2 separate regions of the Triticum aestivum genome follow, and region 1 is linked to region 2. A link is a contact called in public Hi-C data. All regions are on one chromosome and are shown on one strand. Each heading gives the region's core, a stretch centred on a gene start, on an enhancer-like site or on the middle of the called end of the contact. The rest is flanking DNA. Distances are from core to core; before and after follow the strand shown.

What was found. Hi-C and Micro-C count contacts between places; a contact is called where the count stands out from the background.
Region 1: a contact with region 2 is called in a Hi-C map of leaf, with 5 times the contacts expected there. The contact joins the promoter of LOC100049030 here to the promoter of LOC123097985 in region 2. A contact is called at or near these places in 3 of 5 Hi-C or Micro-C datasets (all in leaf).

Annotation. Positions count from the first base shown.
Region 1 is chr4D:371,100,633-371,106,120 of IWGSC CS RefSeq v2.1, forward strand. LOC100049030 (eukaryotic translation initiation factor NCBP-like) reads left to right here and starts at 3,450. Exons shown (of 6, transcript NM_001405089.1): 1 at 3,450-3,762; 2 at 3,878-3,970; 3 at 4,073-4,177; 4 at 4,351-4,428. The coding sequence starts at 3,592.
Region 2 is chr4D:370,665,472-370,671,526 of IWGSC CS RefSeq v2.1, forward strand. LOC123097985 reads right to left here and starts at 1,460. Exons shown (of 2, transcript XM_044519851.1): 1 at 701-1,460; 2 at 216-596. The coding sequence starts at 1,321. The coding sequence ends at 510.

The sequences.
Region 1 (5,488 bases), core at 2,200-4,699, 440 kb after region 2:
CATCATCCGCAAAGAGAATACACCATGGGATATCTCCTTGTATATCCCTTGTGACCTCATCCATCACCAATGCAAAAAGATAAGGGCTCAAAGCTGACCCCTAATGCAGTCCTATCTTAATCGGGAAGTCGTCAGTGTCGACATCACTTGTTCGAACACTTGTCGCAACATTATCGTACATGTCCTTGATGAGGGTAATGTACTTTGCTGGGACTTTGTGTTTCTCCAAGGCCCACCACATGACATTCCGTGGTATCTTATCATAGGCCTTCTCCAAGTCAATGAACACCGTATGCAAGTCCTTCTTTTGCTCCCTATATCTCTCCATAAGTTGTCGTACCAAGAAAATGGCTTCCATGGTCGACCTACCAGGCATGAAACCAAACTGATTTTTGGTCATGCTTGTCATTCTTCTTAAGCGGTGCTCAATGACTCTTTCCCATAGCTTCATTGTATGGCTCGTCAGCTTAATTCCACGGTAATTAGTACAACTCTGAACATCCCCCTTGTTCTTGAAGATTGGTACTAATATACTCCGCCTCCATTCTTCTGGCATTTTGTTTGCCCGAAAAAGGAGGTTGAAAAGCTTGGTTAGCCATACTATCGCTATGTCCCCAAGACCGTTCCACACCTCAATGGGGATACAATCAGGGCCCATCACCTTGCCTCCTTTCATCCTTTTTAAAGCCTCCTTGACCTCAGATTCCTGGATTCCCCGAACAAAACGCATGCTGGTCTCATCAAAGGAGTCGTCCAGTTCAATGGTAGAACTCTCATTCTCCCCATTGAACCGCTTGTCGAAGTACTCCCGCCATCTATGCTTAATCTCCTCGTCCTTCACCAAGAGTTGGCCTGCTCCGTCCTTGATGCATTTGACTTGGCCAACGTCCCTCGTCTTCCTCTCTCGGATCTTGGCCATCTTATAGATGTCCCTTTCGCCTTCCTTCGTGCCTAACCGTTGGCAGAGGTCCTCATATGCCCGACCCCTTACTTCACCAACAGCTCGCTTTGTAGCCTTCTTCGCCATCTTGTACTTCTCTATGTTGTCTGCACTCCTATCCAGGTATAGGCGTTAAAGCAATCTTTCTTCTCTTTAATCGCCTTCTGGACATCATCATTCCACCACCAGGTATCCTTATCTTCGCTTCTCCTTCCCCTAGACACTCCAAACTCCTCCGAGGCCACCTTACGAATGCAAGTCGCCATCTTCATCCAAACATTGTCCGCATCCCCTCCTTCCTCCCAAGGGCCCTCCTTAATGACCCTCTCCTTGAACGCCTGAGCCACCTCCCCCTTGAGCTTCCACCACTCCGTTCTAGCGACTTTGGCACGCTTATCCAGCTGGACATGAATCCGAAAGCGGAAGTCAGCAACCACCAGCTTATGCTGGGGTACAACACTCTCTCCAGGTATCACCTTACAGTCTAGGCACGCACGCCTATCTTCTCTTCTCGAGAGGATGAAATCAATCTGGCTAGAGTGTTGGCCACTACTAAAAGTCACCAGATGTGATTCTCTCTTTCTAAAGAGGGTGTTAGCTACAATCATGTTGTAGGCCAGAGCAAAGCTTAAGACATCTTCTCCTTCTTGATTCCTGATGCCATAGCCAAAGCCCCCATGCGCCCCTTCAAAACCTGTGTTAGATGTACCCACGTGGCCATTGAGGTCTCCTCCTATGAAGAGCTTCTCACCAATCGGTACACTCCTAACCATGTCTTCCAGGCCTTCCCAGAACTCCCTCTTGGTGTTCTCATTGTGGCCTACTTGCGGGGCATACGCACTGATAACATTGAGAACCAAGTCCTCAACTACCAGCTTGACCAGGATAATCCGGTCCCCACGTCTCTTGATGTCTACCACTCCATACTTGAGGCTCTTGTTGATCAAGATGCCTACGCCATTTCTGTTTGCAGCTGTCCCCGTATACCACAGCTTGAAGCCGGTATCCTCCACCTCCTTCGCCTTCTGTCCTCTCCATTTGGTTTCTTGGACGCAAAGGATATCAACACCTCTCCTCATCGCTGCATCAACTAGCTCCCGAAGCTTCCCTGTCAGAGAACCTACGTTCCAGCTACCTAAGCGAATCCTCCTAGGCTCGGATAGCTTCCTTACCCTTCGCACTCGTCGAGTCAAATGCGAAGACCCTTGCTCATTTTCCACTACATCCGGGCGCCGATGTAGCGCGCCACTAAGGATGCGACGACCCGATCCTCGCTCACTTGCCACCGTATCCGGATCAAGATACGGCACGCCACTTGGGGGGTCACGGCCCGGCCCTTGCTCATTTTCCACCACACCCGGGTTCCGATGTGGCGCGTCGCTGAGAGGGTTACGCCCCAACGAAAATCTTTTGGGTTTCATCTCCATAAGAGCGGCTGAGTTTTTACGTTGGCTCGCCAAGCCTATCACAACCCTCCTCCTTTACCCGGGCTTGGGACCGGCTATGTTGAGACAACATAGGCGGATGTGACGGCTGTCAGAAATTTTCACGACGAGCTCATGTGCCGGCTCAAGAATTGAAGATGACCCCTATATAAGCCGAAGGGTTTAGCCCGTAGAAGCAAGACTTTTAGACTCATTCATACGATCTCGAGGTAGATCACATGAACTTTGTACTCCATCAACAAAATATAAACAAGAGCAGGAGTAGGGTATTATCTCTTCAAGAGGGCCTGAACCAGGATAAACACCGCGTCCCTATTCTTCATGTTACTATCTAGCCGAGACCACCAGCTCGGGACCCCTTACCTGAGATCTGCCGGACTTAGCTCCGACAGGGGGCGCACTCAGGATACCCTGATCGTCCATAATTGCGCCATCCCGAATCTTCTAGGCTTGCCCAGAGCCTCGGCGGCTTTCTCATGTGCGGCATCGTCTTCCTTTCGGGTACGCTCAGCATGGTCGTGGAAGGCTTTCCATGCCTCATCTGGGCCCCAACGGCTCTCGACCAGGGTAGTTTTCTCAGCCAACAAATCAGCTCTCAGCTGATCGATTGCCCGATGCGCCACCTCGAAGAAGTCCCTAGTGAATAGCTGGGTACCGTTGCTCCCGGTTGCAAAATCATAGTTTTTCTTTTGCATTAGGTCGTAGCAGCTTGGACGCGGCGGAGCGGGAAGGACATGTGGGCAATGGCTCCGCTGGCCATGATAGGGAGAAGGTTGGATGCGAGCCTCGACAGTGGAGGAGCTATCGCGTGTAAGATGGAAAAAGATGCTGACGCGAGAGGTGAGAGACGAAGGCGAACGATGGGAGAGAGAAAGGAAAGGGATAAGTTTGTACCGCGAGAGCACGGGTCGTCGTTGGATTGGCTCATTTCCATCGCGTGACGAGGTGCCCGGCGAAAAAAAGCTCTACAAGTCGGTCGGCCGTAGTGAATCGTTTACCATGGTAAAAAAATAAAATAAAGGAAAGATTTCAACCCACACCCACGGAATAGAAGCGCTCCCTGGCACGGTTCATCCCGATCGAAGAGGACCAAAAAGGCCCAAACCCACTCCCATCCCCTCGTCACGCGTCTCCCGGACCCTTCCTCGTCTCTCTCTCTCTCAACACCCCCACCCAGCCGACCAAATCGCCGCACGAGGGCGCGCCATGGAGCCGGCGGTGGAGAGGAAGGTGCCCGAGCAGGAGGAGCAGCTGCAGCCGTCGCACGCCCGGGCCGAGGACGCGCCGCCCGCCGCCGTCGAGGAGGAGGACGAGGCGGAGGCGGAGGAAAGCGAGCGCCGCAACCGCGAGCTCAAGGCCGGCCTCCATCCCCTCAGGGTAAGACCCGCCCGCCGCCGCTAGATCTAAACCCTTTCCCCGTTTCCCGTTCCAGAAATGCCAAACCTTTGAATCTCAGAGAAAGCCGGATGTAATAGCCCCTTGTTGTCCGCAGCGCAAGCTCGTGCTCTGGTACACGCGCCGGACGCCCGGGACGAGGTCGCAGTCGTACGAGGACAACATCAAGAAGATCGTCGATTTCAGCACTGTACGTGTCTCCGGCACAGCAGATTGTTTCCAGGTTTTTTTTCTTACTTCTGTCAGTGGAGCTTACTGATTGATGTTGCTGTTTGGAATTGGATGGCTTTAGGTCGAGTCGTTCTGGGTTTGCTACTGCCACCTCGCACGCCCGTCTTCCCTCCCGAGCCCCACGGACCTGCATCTTTTCAAAGAGGGTGTCCGTCCACTCTGGGAGGTATTACTCGCAACAAGCTGTTGTTTTTTCAGTCGTGTCTGTGTTTAGTATTGGTGTCATGTCTATCCATATTGCTCGGAACAAGCTGTTGTTTCGTCAGTCGTGTCTGTGTTTAGTATTGGTATATCATGTCTACCCATGCTTCTAGTGGTTAATGCATTTTGACTGGGCAGGATCCTGCAAATCGGAATGGTGGCAAGTGGATTATACGGTTCAAGAAGGCTGTTTCTGGGCGTTTCTGGGAGGATTTGGTAAATAATCTATTTGTGCTTTCGTTGGGCTGTAAGATTTGGTCATCATACAAACTTCGGTTGTTGTTCTTTAAACCCTCAACTAGGACTTCCCTTGCCTGTGCCACCATGAAGTACACAGTAGCCTACTTGATCTGTGAAAAATTCTAGTTTTTATCATGGGATTCTCAAGTAATGTTTTTATTTTGTTCATGACTGGCCTTTAATTGCATTATAACCACGTGGATGCCGTGAGGAGTTAGTGATGGATCAAATATTTCACTGCTCAAGCGAAGCAAGAAAATTAGGTCTAGATTTGAAACAGGATAGTCCTTGTTCCGTTTATAGAGTGGAATTATTATTTTTCCTTCAGAACGGTATTCCTCACGAGTCATGACCATAGTCTCTACTATCTTATAAATGGGAGTTAGTAGTGGTGGTGGTGGGTTCCCTCCCCCACTCCACCCTAATCTCCCTCAGTCATCTAGAACCCATGAGACCCCTCCAATTTGGAGAGAAAAAAAAACATAGCTTGCAATGGTGTTCTCATCGCTGCCGCAGTTACGCAAGTGCAGTGTTGGCTGCTTGATTGAGTTTGAGTTCTCTGCAGTGTTGCACGTGCATTGGTTGTTATATACTACTAATAATCCAATACAACTGAATCATTTTTGTGGTTCCGTAGCAATGCACCGACGTTATGCTATGCCAATAAACGATGGAGACTAGGGCCATGACATGAAAACATGGGATTACCCATGATGAGCCTAGATCTCCCTGTATAAGGCTATCCCTTAAACCAAACAGCCTTGTAGCGCATTGTGGTCTGGCTCCCTGTTACCAGTACCAGCATAAGCCTGAGATCTGAGGTAGTATTATTGCTATTTCATGTTTACTGTGTGCACTTATGATTTGAAGCAAATGGTTCAGCATAGAAGAAGTTGACGCTGATCCATAAATTAATTAGCAGCCTTCCAAGATGCACTGGTCTGCGGTTACAGTTGACTGCTTTCTTAAGCATGCATGCCATATGCTATAGTTTACAAATTTACACATGTCTACTGAGCCATACTTCTTATCACCA
Region 2 (6,055 bases), core at 210-2,709:
CACCCGGCACCTCCACCACTACCGGCTGAAGCAGAGCAAGGGCGTGGCGATGTGCGTCGGACAGCGCAGTTCCCCACCGACTCCCACCCCAAGCGAACAAACACGCGAAGGGAAACCATTCTACGGACGCGAACAGCAAGGAGCAGCGAGCGGAAAGGGGTCGGTCAGATTCCACTCGCTCCTCGCCTTTAGCCCCGCACCACTTCCTTTGCTCCTAAGCAACGGCCATGGAAGAACCATGGCGACTGATTTATATACTCACTGCTAATGGCATCCAGCAATAATTCACAAGAATCAGTGGTAACCTCAACCTACTAAGGCGAGGAGAGGTGAGAGCTCAAAATTTACCCGGCCCCACGCGCAGTAAAGGAATCAAAACCCGAGATTAGAGACTAGAATCGACGTACAGATTCCCATCCACATATATCTATCCCCACTAGATTAATACCAGTAGCCTCCGCTTCTGCGGTGTTGCGGCGGCGGCGAGGTTGGTTTGGTTCGCTTGCTGCCTACACGCTTAGCCCGTCCACGCCGCATTGCTTGTATGTCACCGACTGCCTCTTGGGGCTGATGTCGATCGCGCAGTCCACCGACACCTGCAGGTTTTGTTCACGAGTCCCTTTCGATCAGCCCAGAGCTTGCGGAGGAAGAGAACAAAAAAGTTTGTTCCGGGTGCAGGATTGCGGTGGTAAAATTTTACCTGGACTTTGGGGGAGGAGAAGCCGAGCACGAGGATCTTGGCGGCGACGTCGCCGGTGATGCGGAACTCGACGCGGTCGTTGAGCGCGGCGTCGCGGATGAGGTCCTGGGCGTCGGACTGGAGGACGTTGAAGCGGTCGACGATGACGCGGGTCTGGAGCAGGCGGGTGCTGTGCGCGGGCTGCTCGAACCCGGGCACGGCCGCCACCCCGAGCGGCACCCCGTGGTACATGACGTCGAACGCCGTGGCGGCGTAGCGGATGCCCACCTTGTTGGGGTTCACGGCGGTGAAGAGGAGCGTGATGTTGAGGGAGAGGTAGGCGGCGGCGGGGGCCGCGGCGACGTTCGGCGACGCGGCCGGGGACGGCGGGGCGACGAGGAGGTACTGGACGGCGACCTGGTTGAGGTCGAACTGGGGCTTGCGGGGCTTGACGGCGAGGACGACGACGAGCGCGACGGCGAGGGCCAGGAGGGCGAGGAAGATGACGAGCATGAAGATGCAGCAGCAGCAGCCGCGGAAGGAGGCCGAGGAGCCGTAGGAGGGCGGGGCGCCCCCGTAGTGCGGGCGGCGCTGCGGGTAGGAGGGCGGGCCGTAGTGGTCGGCGTTGGATCCGGTCGTCATGGCCGCCGTCGCCGCGGGGGGGAGCGAGGTCGGGGTGGGTGGGGAGGAATGGTTTTGGATTTTCGGAGCTAATGCGGCATCTGCGACGTGGTACTTGCGGGGGTTTGCGATTGATGTGTGGGGGAAGGTGGTGGTGCGAGTGGGATGGAAGGAAGAGGGGAAAGTCGGGAGGTGATTACGATTTACGGGCTTTGGCAGAAGCCCAGAAGTGGGTGTAAATAAGTGGTGGGGCCGTGTGTTTAGTGGGGGGAGCTTTGTTTGTTTGTTCTCTCGTGCTCCGGTTCATTCGGCTCGGCATTTGCAGAAAAAGAATACCGGGCTTGCGTCGCTGTCGACACCGCCGAACCTGTTTTTTTTCTTTCGGGGCGCCGAACCTAATTTCAGCACGCAATGGAGCAGGATCTGTTGTACTCCAAAAAAACTGAAGCAGGGCCAAGAGAGCAAAGTATAGATTAGAAAGGTCTTTTAGTAGTAATCGGCTGTCCCGTGTTTTCTGAATCTTGGATAATACGTTTTAAATATCTGCCCAATTCTCATATCAAACTTGAGCGGCACATGCGAGTGGATAAACCCTAGCCGCCGCCACCTTCTCCATCCTTTCTCCCCTTCTCGCCGCCATTAGAGGAGGTTGTCGGGCAAAGCCCGTGCGACAGATGGTGGCGGGGGTGTCTTCGGCTCATCGCATCCACGGAAGGCAGGTTCGCGTGCAACGTTGTGGTGGTCATCGGCTACGCAGGGGGTCAACATTGGCACTTCATCGGCGCGGCGGGGCGGCTCCCTGGGATGGTGGTATGGCGCCGCTCAGTCAGTGCGGTGCTCCGCAGCCGTTGCTCGGTGGTGCTATAGTGCTCTTGCGCGGCAACGGATTGCTAATCTTGCTCTGCGTTGCGACGAAGATGTCTCATTCTTGCTCGGCGGCACGAGGTCGTTCTTGCTCTCTGGCCTGCTTCGGCTCATTCTCCTCGTCGAGGACATTGATGATGGGGTGGCGCTTCAACGGATTGACATGCTTGGAATGGGATATTGTGGTATGGCCGGTTTGTCGCCCCCTAGCATTTTATGCCCACCGACGCTGGTGTTGGGAAACTAGTGGGGGGAGTTGCGAGAAACCGACTGGGAGAGTGGCGGGAAACGTTAGCTTGTTTGGATATATAACACCATTAATATGAAAAACTTAAAAAATAAGGAAGCACGAGCTAGCATAACGCACGTAGTGCTTACCCACGGGTGCCAGTCAGTTGGCCAGAACTTGAATTTAAAAGACAGAAATGTTCAAACAAACGTTGGTACTTCCTATAAATTATGGGCAAAATCTGTCGCTTTTACATACAATCAGCGACTTAAAATGTCGATAAGCAACATTTTGATACAACTATAATAAAATAGGCTAATGGCTGCGATGGCGGCCTTTCGACCACGGTCTTCTCGGACTCCACGATCAGTAGCACCCTTGCGGCCGTTCATTCTGAGTGTCCGGACCCGCGACCACGGTGCTCATCTCCACCTGTGGGGCTGCTAGGCCTCGTCTGGTAGAGCTTGACAGCATGCAATCGCGCACATAACGCTCTCGCGGCACGGCTCCATCTCCAGGTCTTTTCACTAGTAGCGAATTCCATCATGACCTGCATCCCCGAGATTCCATGTTGGTGTAGCTCTACTTCGCCAGGGACGTCATCTCTACCGACGACGCGCTCGAGCCTGGCCACCACTTCGTCAGATCGAGGATGACACGGCCGCCGACGGCAATGACGAGGTGGCAGATAGGATTTTGCAAAACTGAAGTGAAGAAAGCATCTGCCCATTCCTGGCGGGGCATGAGGCTCCCGATGGGCACCGGTGACGATGGCTCTTCGGGTGGGTCGTCGATCATGCCGCCTAGTGTCGGTGTCAAAATCGGCAGATCTCTGGTTGGGGGTCCCGAACTGTGCGTCTGAGGATCGAAGGTAACAGGAGACAGGGACACGATGTTTACCCAGGTCCGGGCCCTCTTGATGGAGGTAATACCCTACTTCCTGCTTGATTATCTTGGATGAATATGGGGTTACAAGAGTTGATCTACCTCGAGATCGTAATGGCTAAACCCTAGAAGTCTAGCCTGTATGATTATGATTCTGATTGCCTCTACGGACTAAACCCTCCTGTTTATATAGACACCGGAGGGACCTAGGGTTATACACAGTCGGTTTACAGAGGAAGGAATCTTCATATCCGAACACCAAGCTTGCCTTCCACGCAAAGGAGAATCCCATCCGGACACGGGTAGAAGTCTTATGTCTTGTACCTTCATGGCCCATCAGTTCGGCCCACGTCACATAGCCCGAACGCCCGAGGACCCCTTAATCCATGACTCCCTCAGTAGCCCCTGAACCAGGCTTCAATGACGATGTGTTCGGCGTGCAGATTGTCTTCGACATTGCAAGGCGGGTTCCTCCTCCGAATACTTCAAAGCTGTCCTCGAACACAGAAAACGTGTCTGGTTCTGCAAAACAGGCCCCACAAACAACTGCGAAGAGTACAATATTTAACAAGTCCCATCTGCTGACAATTTTGGTAGCGAGACGTTACGTCTCTGCCTGGTTATTATCTCGAACCGTCTTTCAACCTCCTGCTCCACGTTACAAGACATGGTCTTTATTGGCATATCTTGTCAAAGCAGAGATAGTGCCCCCTTATCGCGGGATTCTTGCCATCATGGGCATGGGTAATCCAACCATGTCGTTCACACGATCCCTTGGGAATAGGCGAGTTTTAAGGCCCGTGAGGTAGCGTTCGATATTCATCGCCTTTATAAAGGGGTACAGACCCGTCCTTCTCCACCACGCCTACCTCTTCCTCGGCCTTTCCAACCTCAAGCTCCAGCGCCCAGGTCTCTATTTCTTCCATTGTTACCAAGCTTCCTAGGTATGGCCGGATCCAGCTCCCAAGGCCGGTGGGTGGCTTCCTCAGTCACCAAGGAGGATATTGCGAAGCTCCGGGAGGCGAGGTACCTGACCGCGGAAATCCCCCACAGGCTCCCTGCTAAGAGGCAGGTTATCCCTACACCAAAATCCGGCGAGAGGGTTGTATTCATCTCTCCCTTCCTCCATGGGCTAGGGTTCGCCCTCCATCCCTTCGTTCGTGGACTCATGTTCTATTACGGGCTAGATTTTCACGATCTAGCTCCAGATTCCTTTCTTCTCATCTTGGCGTTTATCGTCATGTGCGAGGCTTTTCTCCGCATTCCCCCACACTTCGGCCTATGACTGAAGACTTTCAATGTAAAGCCAAAGGTAGTCGACGGGGAGCAAGTGGAGTGTGGCGGCGCTATGGTGATCAAGTTCGCTAATACTATTTGGCCGAAAGGCACCTTCACGGAAACTTACAACTTATGGCAGCGGGAGTGGTTTTATATCACCGAACCCCGTGGTACCAAATGGGCAGCCACGCCTGCGTTCCGATCGGGTCCTCCATTACGGCTCGCATCGTGGATTAATAAGGGGCTGGACTGGGGATCAACTGATGAAGTGCAGATGCTGCAAAGTCGTATCCGGAGCATCCTTGGAAAGGACACCGGCCTCATCAACATGATCCAGGTAATGCTAGTCCGCCGGATCCTACCATGCCAGCGACGGCCTCTCCACATGTGGGAGTTCAATCCGGAAGGACCACAGACCCTTCAGCACTTCTTTGGCACAATGCACAGAGGGATGTGGAAACTATTCTTCGGGACCCGAAAGCAGTGGACGGATACAACCGAGGACATCGGCCTCAACTGCAACCATCCGGATACCTCGGTAAGCACTCAACTTCTGAACACAACTTAGTTGATTATCCCATAATGATATACTGAGAAACCTATCTTCGACCAGGGCTGGATCAAGAAGGCGGAACGAATTAGGTGTTCAGCTCCACTTCCTGAAGACTCAGCTGATCCTGTGTTGATAAGGATGCTGGCCCCGGCGCCGTATCAAGTGCCGGTGAAGGAGGACAAGGAGAAGAGCAAAAAGGCCGAGGGTGGCCTCCACTCTAAAGGTATACTGGACGCTATGTATGGGGAGACTGAAACTCCCTCTTCTGAAGACGAGGGGGAAGAAGCTGATATCCCTTCTCCCCATGGGAAGAAAAGGACCGCCTCTGAAGACTTGGAGGTGGAGGCACCGAAGAGAGGGAAGATATCCCTGTCAGATGGTTCGGGTTCGGAAGACGACGTTGTCGCACAGTACCTCCGTAAGGACAAGCCCTTCGCCGAATCGTAAGTGAACAAGGGTGCTCTAGACATATCCCGTTCTTTTCGGGTTACTGTCGGTGTCAAAACCGGCGGATCTCGGGTAGGGGGTCCCGAACTGTGCGTCTAGGATCGATGGTAACAAGAGACAGGGGACACGATGTCTACCCAGGTTCGGGCCCTCTCTGTGGAGGTAATACCCTACTTCCTGCTTGATTGATCTTGATGAATATGAGTGTTACAAGAGTTGATCTACCACGAGATCATGATGGCTAAACCCTAGAAGTCTACCCTGTATGACTATGGCAATGTCTCTCTCTATCCGGACTACGCTCTCCGGTTTATATAGACATCGGAGAGATCTAGGGTTACATGGAGTCGGTTACATAAGAAGGAATATCCATAGTTGGTCGCCTAGCTTGCCTTCCATGCCAAGGAAAGTCCAATCCGGACACGGGTATAGTCTTCGGCCTTCATATCTTCACAGCCCATCAGTCTGGCCCAATGAATAACAGGCCGGATGCCCGAGG